Linked DNA regions of Hordeum vulgare: region 2 is linked to region 1. Evidence: chromatin contacts called from public Hi-C data. All regions are on one chromosome and are shown on one strand. Each heading gives the region's core, a stretch centred on a gene start, on an enhancer-like site or on the middle of the called end of the contact. The rest is flanking DNA. Distances are from core to core; before and after follow the strand shown. Region 1 holds the start of LOC123425055 (sodium/hydrogen exchanger 1-like). Region 2 holds the start of LOC123425086.

Evidence for each region. Hi-C and Micro-C count contacts between places; a contact is called where the count stands out from the background.
Region 2: a Hi-C map of seedling shows a contact between it and region 1, with 2.9 times the contacts expected there. The contact joins the promoter of LOC123425086 here to the promoter of LOC123425055 in region 1. A contact is called at or near these places in 2 of 6 Hi-C or Micro-C datasets (leaf and seedling) and 1 of 1 datasets of contacts at active chromatin or transcription factors (embryo).

The regions. Positions count from the first base shown.
Region 1 is chr1H:76,831,224-76,835,823 of MorexV3_pseudomolecules_assembly, reverse strand. LOC123425055 (sodium/hydrogen exchanger 1-like) reads left to right here and starts at 1,923. Exons shown (of 15, transcript XM_045108723.1): 1 at 1,923-1,965; 2 at 2,347-2,568; 3 at 2,668-2,786; 4 at 3,455-3,552; 5 at 4,315-4,374; 6 at 4,488-4,534. The coding sequence starts at 2,395.
Region 2 is chr1H:77,198,491-77,203,090 of MorexV3_pseudomolecules_assembly, reverse strand. It overlaps LOC123425086, which reads left to right and starts at 2,697. Exons shown (of 1, transcript XM_045108757.1): 1 at 2,697-4,249. The coding sequence starts at 2,811. The coding sequence ends at 3,995.

The DNA.
Region 1 (4,600 bases), core at 674-3,173:
GGAAGGAGGGGATGCACCAGATCACGCGCACTGACCATCGCAGAAGCCGCCGCCGGCCGGCAACGACCATTGGATCCCGCCGTCTGCGCGCCCCGGACGCCAGATCCACCGTCCGCACGGCTGGTAGCTTGTCGTGCCTCGTCCATGAAGCCGTCGCTCCAGATCCAAAGTTCCCCACGCAGAGGCAGGGCAGCCAAGGCCCCGCCGCCACGATCCTTGGCTCCCCGGGCTTGCCCGGCGGCTGCCTCACGAGGCGGCGAAGAAGGGAGGGGGAGGGAGTGGGGCGGCTAGGGTTAGGAGGGGGAGGGAGTGGGATCCATGGTCGTGAATCAAGTACTCCCTCTGGTCCTTTTTACTCCGCATATTAGATTTGTGTTAAGTCAAACTTTACAAAGTGTGACCAAATATATATTAAAAAATATCAACATCTACAATACCAAATATACATTTCATGAAACTACATTTCATAATGAATCTAACAATATTAATTTGATATTGTGAATGTTGATACTCCCTCCGTTCCTAAATATAAGACCTTTTAGAGATTCCACTATATACTACATACGGATGTATGTAGTCATATTTTAGAGTGTAGATTCATTCATTTTACTTCGTATGTAGTCTATAGTCAAATATCTAAAAGGTCTTATATTTCGAAACGGATGGAGTACATGTTTTTATAAATTTGGTCAAAGTAAATATACTTTAACTTCGGACAAAACTAATATGCAGACTAAAAAGGACCTTTAACTTTGGACAAAGCTAATATGCAGACTAAGGCCCTGTTTGGAACCATAATAGATTGTAATAATCTGGATTATGAATATAGATTATATAATCTGGTTTATAAAGATAATCCAGGTGGGCATGTTTGGAGGTCAGATTATATAAACTGTAAACCAACTTTTAAATTGTACAATGACATGTTTGTCCTCAGTTTACAAGAAAAAATAGGAAAGTGACGGTGGCACTGCGTAATTCTCTTGAAATTTGCAAGGATAACACGTCATTTATAATCCATAATCTCATTTAGCTGGGATAGAGGAGATTATGAGATTATAATAATCTGATCATCTAGCTTATAAAATCTATAATATAAACTGTCCTGTTTGAAAATACAATATATTATAAAACCAGATTATATAATCTGGTTGGTTCCAAACAGCGCCTAAAAAGGACCGGAGGGAGTACTTAGGCAGGTACTGTAAGCACCCACATCCGCGAATAAATGAGAGTGCGTGAAGTCGTGAACATAGGAGGGATCGATTTGGCAAGTCTGATTCAAGATTCTCGCTATTATTAATGCTAAGCAGAAGTAGAATCATGCCATGCTATTACCAGACAAAACACCACACCCCCACATCGCGGCGTCAAAATCCATCCACCCAGACCCAGGTAGCAACAGCACAGTAGCGGACGGTCCACCACTGGTCAGAGCACGAGCCGTCTTTCTCCCCCGCACGTTGCCCGTCCATCCAGACGCGCCACGTCGGCCCCATCATCCGCCCGCGTGCGCCCTTCCCACCAACACCACCTCCACCCCCCCTCCTACTACACTTGGGCCCGCACTGTCCGGCCCCACCAGTCATCCCCCCGGGCGCGGTTTCAACGGCAGGTTTCTGCCGTTGAGCGCGGCGCGTGACCGATTTGTGCATTTGTTAACTCGTTCGCTCCCCTCCCGCTTGGCTCTCCTGCGTGCCCCTCTCATGGCCAGATGGCGATGGGAAACGGGGGGAGAGGGACTCCACTCCACCACCCCCCTCACCTCACGTCTCCGTCCACATCGCCCACCGGGAGAGAGCGAACGAAGCTCGCCCGCCCGCCCGCCCGCCCGCCCCCCGCATCCACACTTTTTCTCCCCTCCCCTCTCCTCTCTTCCCCCCCCCCCCCCCCCCCCCCCCCGCCCCGCTCCAGATCCCAGCGGACCGGCTACTGGCAGGCAGCTGAATCTGCCGTCCGGCCCAGGTGCGTGCCCGTCGCCACCCTTTGTTCCTTTTGTCATGTCGCTTGCTCCGCACAGTGTTCTCCCCATCATTGGCCAGTGGATCCTGCTCGAGTTTCATACCCGTGATTCTTGCTTATCTACTGCTTCCCCTTGCCAAGTGGGAAGTTGTGTGCGGCTTCAGGCTTCCGTGCCTCTGCTTTCTTGTTTCTTGGGCTGTGGGGGCTGCTTGCTTTCTTGGCGATTCATCGGTCCTATAATCACTGTGCCGCTCCTCTGGTTTCTTGATTGGTGATTCAGCGGCTCACAGCTTGCTTCTACTGGTCCATGCTTCCCGGGGAGAAGCGAAGGTAGCTAGGATCTACTTACGCAGCTCTGACAATTTTCTTGGCTGCTGGCTGCAGGCTGCCGGAGGCTGGGGGAGACCGGGATCCGCCGTGGTGGCGGCCGGCATGGGGCCCGATTTGGGGGCGCTCGCTCTCAGGTACACGGGGCTGGCGGTGTCGGACCACGACTCCATCGTCGCCATCAACATCTTCATCGCGCTGCTCTGCGGCTGCATTGTCTTCGGCCACCTGCTCGAGGGGAACCGCTGGGTCAATGAATCCACCACCGCGATCGTCCTGGTGAGCCCTCTGCCCCCCACGCCGCGCGCTCCAGGTGCTTGTGGTTTCGCTTCGCCTGCCCTCCCTGAGCCGTCCTTCCTCGTGCCTTGTTGCTCGCAGGGGCTCATCACCGGTGGTGTCATTCTGCTCTGCACCAAGGGGGTGAATTCGCGCATTCTTATCTTCAGCGAGGATATTTTCTTCATCTACTTGCTCCCGCCCATCATATTTAACGCCGGGTGAGCTCATCAAGTACTTCAACTAGTAGTTAATCTTCAGACACTTGTTTTGTTTTCTGTGCAAGAAAATGTCTTGACGTGTCTTAGTTTAGTTTTTTAATCTTTTCAACAATGTGCAGCGCACGATAACTAAATGAGACTACATCAAAGTTTATATATTAGTATGATTTTCTTCAGATAATGCAGTTTATATCTGGTAGCGTGTGTGCGTCTGTTAATTAACCAAGGAAAATAGCACTACTAATTGTTTGGTTTAGATGAACAATAATTCAACTATCAACCCACTCCCTTTTGTCTCCATCTGTTATCCTAAAACTACAGCTAAACCATTATATAACACAGCCTAGAAATCTTAATTGTAAGCCTTAACTAGATTTCTAGGTTGTGTTATATAATGCTCCACTTGCCCTTTTACAATTCAGTCATTTTGGCTATTTTTCATTAACTAGGTATAAGTATAACATACTTGCTTTCATTTCTTTTGTATCACAAGGACTTAGTATTTTCGTGTGTTTCGTATATCTATGAAGCTGCATACATACCTCAGTACTTGCTCTAAAGTTTCACTCTAAAGTCACAGTATTAGTCTGCACTTATGTAACTTATGTTTCATTAGATTGAAGTCTTTAGCTCTGAGTGTATGACTGAGTATTTCCACAAACTATCAGGTTTCAAGTAAAGAAAAAGCAATTCTTCCGCAACTTTGCAACGATTATTTTATTTGGTGCTGTTGGAACATTGATATCCTTTGTAATAATCACGCTCGGTAAGTTACTAAATCATTAGTTTATTTTTGCGTGATAATTTGTTTCACATTTGTACTTTCGTTAACAGTGACAACCCTTTTCTCCTAAATGCAGTTAAGCATTACTGGCATGTTTAGTTGGTGTTAGAAGCCAGTTAACTTTATCTAAGGGGTAAAATGAGTGGGGGGGTTGCTTCTAAAAGAGTCCATCTTTGTGGTTGATTCTGTAATACAGCTTCTGGTATCACACTCAATACACAGCATAATGGGGCTAAGCTAAAAGTAGAGAGTAGTGTTTTGGATCACAATTTTTTACATCAAATGAATGGGAGGTTGTACCTCTTAGAATTGGCTTGTCTCGGGAGCCGCTGCTAGTATTTCAAGTCCTTGAGTGGTGGATGCATGACCACCATCCACAGACTAAACTTTAAATATTATTTCAAGTCTTTACAATCTGGGAAAGACTGACATGGTATTGGACTCGAGTCAGAACACAAGGCACTTTTGTAATCTCAGACGGGCTGAAATCTGAACATCTATGCAAATTAAAACCTAAGGCATATGTTAAACAGAGCTGATAATTTGCCATGCGTTGAATCATTTATCCATCTGGAATTGTTCCTGAAACCTAGTGAAGAATCACAGTTTTATATTCATGAATTTATGGGAGTCATCTTCATACAGGAAATGATCTACAAGCATGGTGGTTTCATACATTGCATCCCTAAATCTTTAATAACTTTCTCAGGTGCTAATGTTTTTTTTTTCTAATGGACATATCAGGTGCTATGGGATTGTTCAGAAAACTTGATGTTGGTCCACTTGAGCTTGGGGACTATCTCGGTTGGATACTTTTTCCTTGACTTTACGTACTTGTGTGAAGCTGCTGTTTAGACTTTGGATGCCATTGAATATCTTCTCTTTCTTTTAGCTGATTTTTTAACCCGCATGTGCAGCAATTGGGGCTATCTTCTCAGCAACCGATTCTGTTTGCACCTTACAGGTTTTGCGTTGAACAATCTGCCATTTTTGTGTTATGAAGTGAGAAAGCAGACCATTTAATTTGTAA
Region 2 (4,600 bases), core at 1,448-3,947, 370 kb before region 1:
CACCCGTCTTAACAACTAATCACCAATGATCCAAGTAACATGGTCGAGTAATTGTGTGGTTGTAACATCGAGGGGAATCCGAGGTATCACCCTCGTTGGATTCCGAACGATGTATCCGTCAAGGCAGGCTTAGAGGAATCACCCTCGGGGGTCCCAGACTTGAGGGGTTGCACGACAGGGGCATCGTCGGGAATGGTGAAAGAGGAATCACCCTCGATAACCACTACCGACTAGCTATACTACAGAGATATCATCAGGAGTACTTAACGAGGTGTCACCCTCGGTACTCGATAGTATCTCTGTAGTGTCGTACAACGAAGGGGGTGTATGTGTTGTGTCGGGTCTGGCTCGTCGATCAGGGATCGAGATTTGAAAACAAGCGGGGCAACTGGGCTACGGGGTCAGAGGGGATGACTGCTCCACCTATACTAAGCATATTAAAGGTACATGACTGAAAGTAGCAGTTCATCAAAAATAGGCTATGCATCAGATATAGGAGCTAACTACAACAGTAGCAAAATACTAATGCAAGCAGTAGGAAGAAAGACATAGGCGATATAGGAATGATCAAGGGGTTTGCTTGTCTTGCTGCTCTACGGCAAAGGACTGATCGGCAGGGTCGTAGATGTACCCGACAGCAGCGTAAGTCTCGGGGTCTACCGGTAAGAAGAGGGGGAAGAAACAATAAAGTGCAACACAATGCATGACATGGCAAGATGCAGGCTAGACATGAGCTAATGCAGCAACATCCGTCATTGACGGGTCGGAAGATTATCTGACTATACTTTTCGGGTCTCGGGCTACTACCGGACAGATGGAAAATGATGGAAATGTTCCATGTTTGCTATGCTAGGGACGGGTGATAGACAAATGGACCATGTATCCGTCTTCGTCTCGTTCTGCTGATCAACTTTCATGTTGAAAATATTTTGATCTGACTTACGGATTATTTTATATTATTTTTTTAAAGTTTTATTCAATAGTTAGGAATTAAAAACAGATTTATCACAAAATGCTATTATGACATCAGCATGATGTTATGCTGACATCAGCAGTTGACTGGTCAACTGACCAGTGGGTCCCGAACGTCATAGACACAAGTTTTTAATTAAGATTAAATAGTAATTAATCAGATTAATTTAGTGAGGGACCCACGTGTCATACTCTAACTATTATAATTACCCAATTAATTAATTAATTAATATATCTATTTATTTATTTAATAAAAACATTATTTTTATTTTTATATTTTAATTTTCACTTTTCTTTAAAAGAGGTTGTGGGGGCTCCGTGTCATAGACAGCGGGGTGCGTTGGCCCCAACGGTAAGTGGCTTAGGCCAAATACACATATTTCCTACATACACGTATTATCCATATACCTACATACATAATTACATACATCGTGCATCTCATACATACAAAATACGTACGACATTTATACATACATACATACGCAAATACATCGTTTATTTTTATTTCTCTCAAAGACTCTCTCTCTCCAACCTCTCTACTTAACAAAGAACTCAACATCAGAGAGAGAGGGACACATCTCCAAGATCACCTATGCGAACCTAATGGCGTCGGATCGGAACGCCGTTTGCCAGAACGGAACCGGGACGGCGCGAGGAAGGAGATGGTGGGAGGAGCCCGAGGAGGGGCTCACCGACGTTGACGAGAGCCCGGTGAAGCCGGAGTTCTCGGGAGGCGGAGGTGACGGCGAGGAGGAGGACGAGACGGTGACGGTGGTGACGATGGTGGTGGTGCCGATGAGGACGGTGTGTACTTAGTGCTGGTGCTCTTGCCGACATGAACTATGGTTGCTAGCGTGAACTGTGGCCGTGGTGCCTAAATTTTAGTTTTTGTTTCATTTACAAACATTTCATGCGGCCGAATGAAACGTGTTTATTAGTAGGGCACATTGCGAGAGCATATGTAAAAACAGTCGAACGCCATCTATTTGTTCGACTCAAACATACATAATTCAGATAATACATACCTCGGTTTGGGGGTAACCCGTTGGAGTTGGCCTCATTCTTTTTTAATACGGTACGGACGCAATTGTTTATATAAACATACATACACTTATTCTTATAAACGCACACATGCACACCATATCATTATGAGAACCCGAAAGATTGAACCGCCATATCATTTTAAGATTTACTGTAGTCATCATAGATGCTTCAACGTCAAGAAGAACGTCTCCTTCCACTAAATACGTATTGTTGAAAATTCTGAAATAAATTCAGAAATAATGCGAACATCAAAATTTAAACCTCGGTGCGATGGAGATACCTAGGTGAGTGGCCGCACCCTTGAAGATATACCTGGGCAAAACTCGGGTCGCGCCTAAAAAGCTTGTGGTACAAAACTTAAGTCCCTACCCGACCGGGCCCGACCTTGTAAGCCCGACCTGACTTAGGCGTAAAGTCAGGTTTTTCAGTCCCGAGTTCGGCCCGATAAGCCCGACCGGACTCAAAATCTTAGGCTGAGCCCGGCTGTAGGCAAAGTCGGGGCGGGCTTTTTTGAACCGGATCGGATCAGGTCGGGCTTTTTGAACTGGATCGGGCGGGTTGGGTCGGGCCGACCGGGCCGGGTTTCTCATGGCTTGGACCTTGGAGATGCCCTAGCAACACAAACCGAGCTGACCTACGATCACCGCTCTCCACGTTTTCACTTCCACGCGCATTTTCCCGTCCCCGAACCAAATTTCAAAAGGAAAGCCTTCCCACCGCAGCCACACCCTACCCCGCACGCGCCTTCAAACCCTAGCTAGCTAGCTAGCTCCATCCCTCCTCCTCCCCATCCCATGGCGTCTCCGCGCACGCCCGACTGCGCCCGCGGCCTCAACTTCGCCCCCGGCGACGCCGACCTCATAACGATCTACCTCCACCGCAAGATCTCCGGGTCCCCGCTCCCCGCCGCCGCCGCCTGGTACATCCACGACGCGGACGTGTACGCGGCCGAGCCCGCCGCGCTCGTCACCGGCCTCCTCCCCGCCTCGGCGAGGGACGACGGGGAGGGCAGGGAGTGGTACATCTTCACCTCCGTGCGGGCCCAGAGCAGCCGGGACGTCCGCAGGTGCCGCGCCGTCGCGGGTGGGGTCGGCACCTGGCATTCCGAGAAGGCGCGGTGCGGCGTGCTCGACGGGGGCGGCGCCCTCCTCGGGTACCGCCAGCCCTTCACCTACGAGCCCAAGAACGGCTGGCTGATGCTCGAGTTCAGCCAAGAAGACGCCCGCCGCGGCGAGCCGATGCCCGTCCTCTGCAAAATCTACCAGAAGCGTCGTGCAGGCCGGTCCGCCTCGAAGCCCATCTCGTCTGGGTCGTCGTCGATGTCGGGATCCACATCCAAGAGGAAGGCGGCGGCCGCGGACGAGCGCTCCGGCGAGGGTTCCTCGGCCCGCGTGAGGCGATGCCTGCAGTTCCGCCTGCTTCCTGCCGCACCAAATCCGCCCACACTGGCTGCTACATGGGAGATTCCAGTCGATCGGCCGCAGGCAGAGCAAGAACCAGGGGACCAGCAAGAACCGCTGGCACGCATAGCACCCAGAGCCACACCGCTGATTTCCAGCTCCTCCATGACCGCCGACCACGCCCTGACCTTCGACCGCACCACCTTCCTCCACTCCGCCCAAGATTGGCCCACGCCAGCGAATTCGGACCTGAGCGAAGCACCACTGGGCAATTACAAGCTCGTCTCAACAGCCACCTCCGAGCTGACCTGCTACAATGCCACGACACCCTTGAGCGATAACACCGGCGCTTGGGCCTTCCAGCAGTCCCCCCTGACCACCTCCTATGGCACCACCTCCCTCCTCCCTGGCCAAGATTGGGCCACGCCAGAGTCGTCACAAGTCAGTGAGGCATCGACGGTGGAGAGCTACAGCTACTTCTCGCCTGACCAGGCCACATCCAGGCCCACCACACAGCCGATCAGCAAATCTTGGTCCTTCGAGCAGTGCAGCGAGCTATCGGCAATTTTCGGGGCTTGATTGAATGCTTTGACGCGCTTCCACGATAGGCTGAGAGGAGTGTGGGTCTGCCTCCTCTAGTTTGTAGGGATTTTTGGCCATTACTCGATTGTTCTTGCTGGACTCGTTCAGCAGCAACTCTGCTTTTTGATTGAACTGAGGCTTGGTTCAGTTAACTGACATCTTAGCGGTACTTCGGTGATGTAACTGGGATGCACACAGCACACGTAGCTGTGGATCCTTCGTTGTGCACTCTTCCTATAGCTTTTTCCATATGATTTTGTGTCTCCTGTGCCTAATTTTTCTGAATGTTGTGATCAAGTTCGGCGAGCATTATTATTTTTTGCTTTTGGCCCAGTGAAGAGTAAGTTTAAATTAGGCTTGGTTTCCTTGTAGGATTTTTCAAATTAAGAGTGAGTGATTATCCTGAAGTGTTAGTTTCTGTGTCTCATTATTGCAGGATTAATCCCTTTATCTGAAGCTGATGGCCTTTTCTTGTTCATGTTGTCATATTTTGTACTGTATAGTTTACATTTCTCGCAACTGAATTTTGATTGTTTTGCTTATATATGCAAGAAAAATTTATAGTATCCAGATGGTAGGTGTTGATATGGTTTAGTACAAGA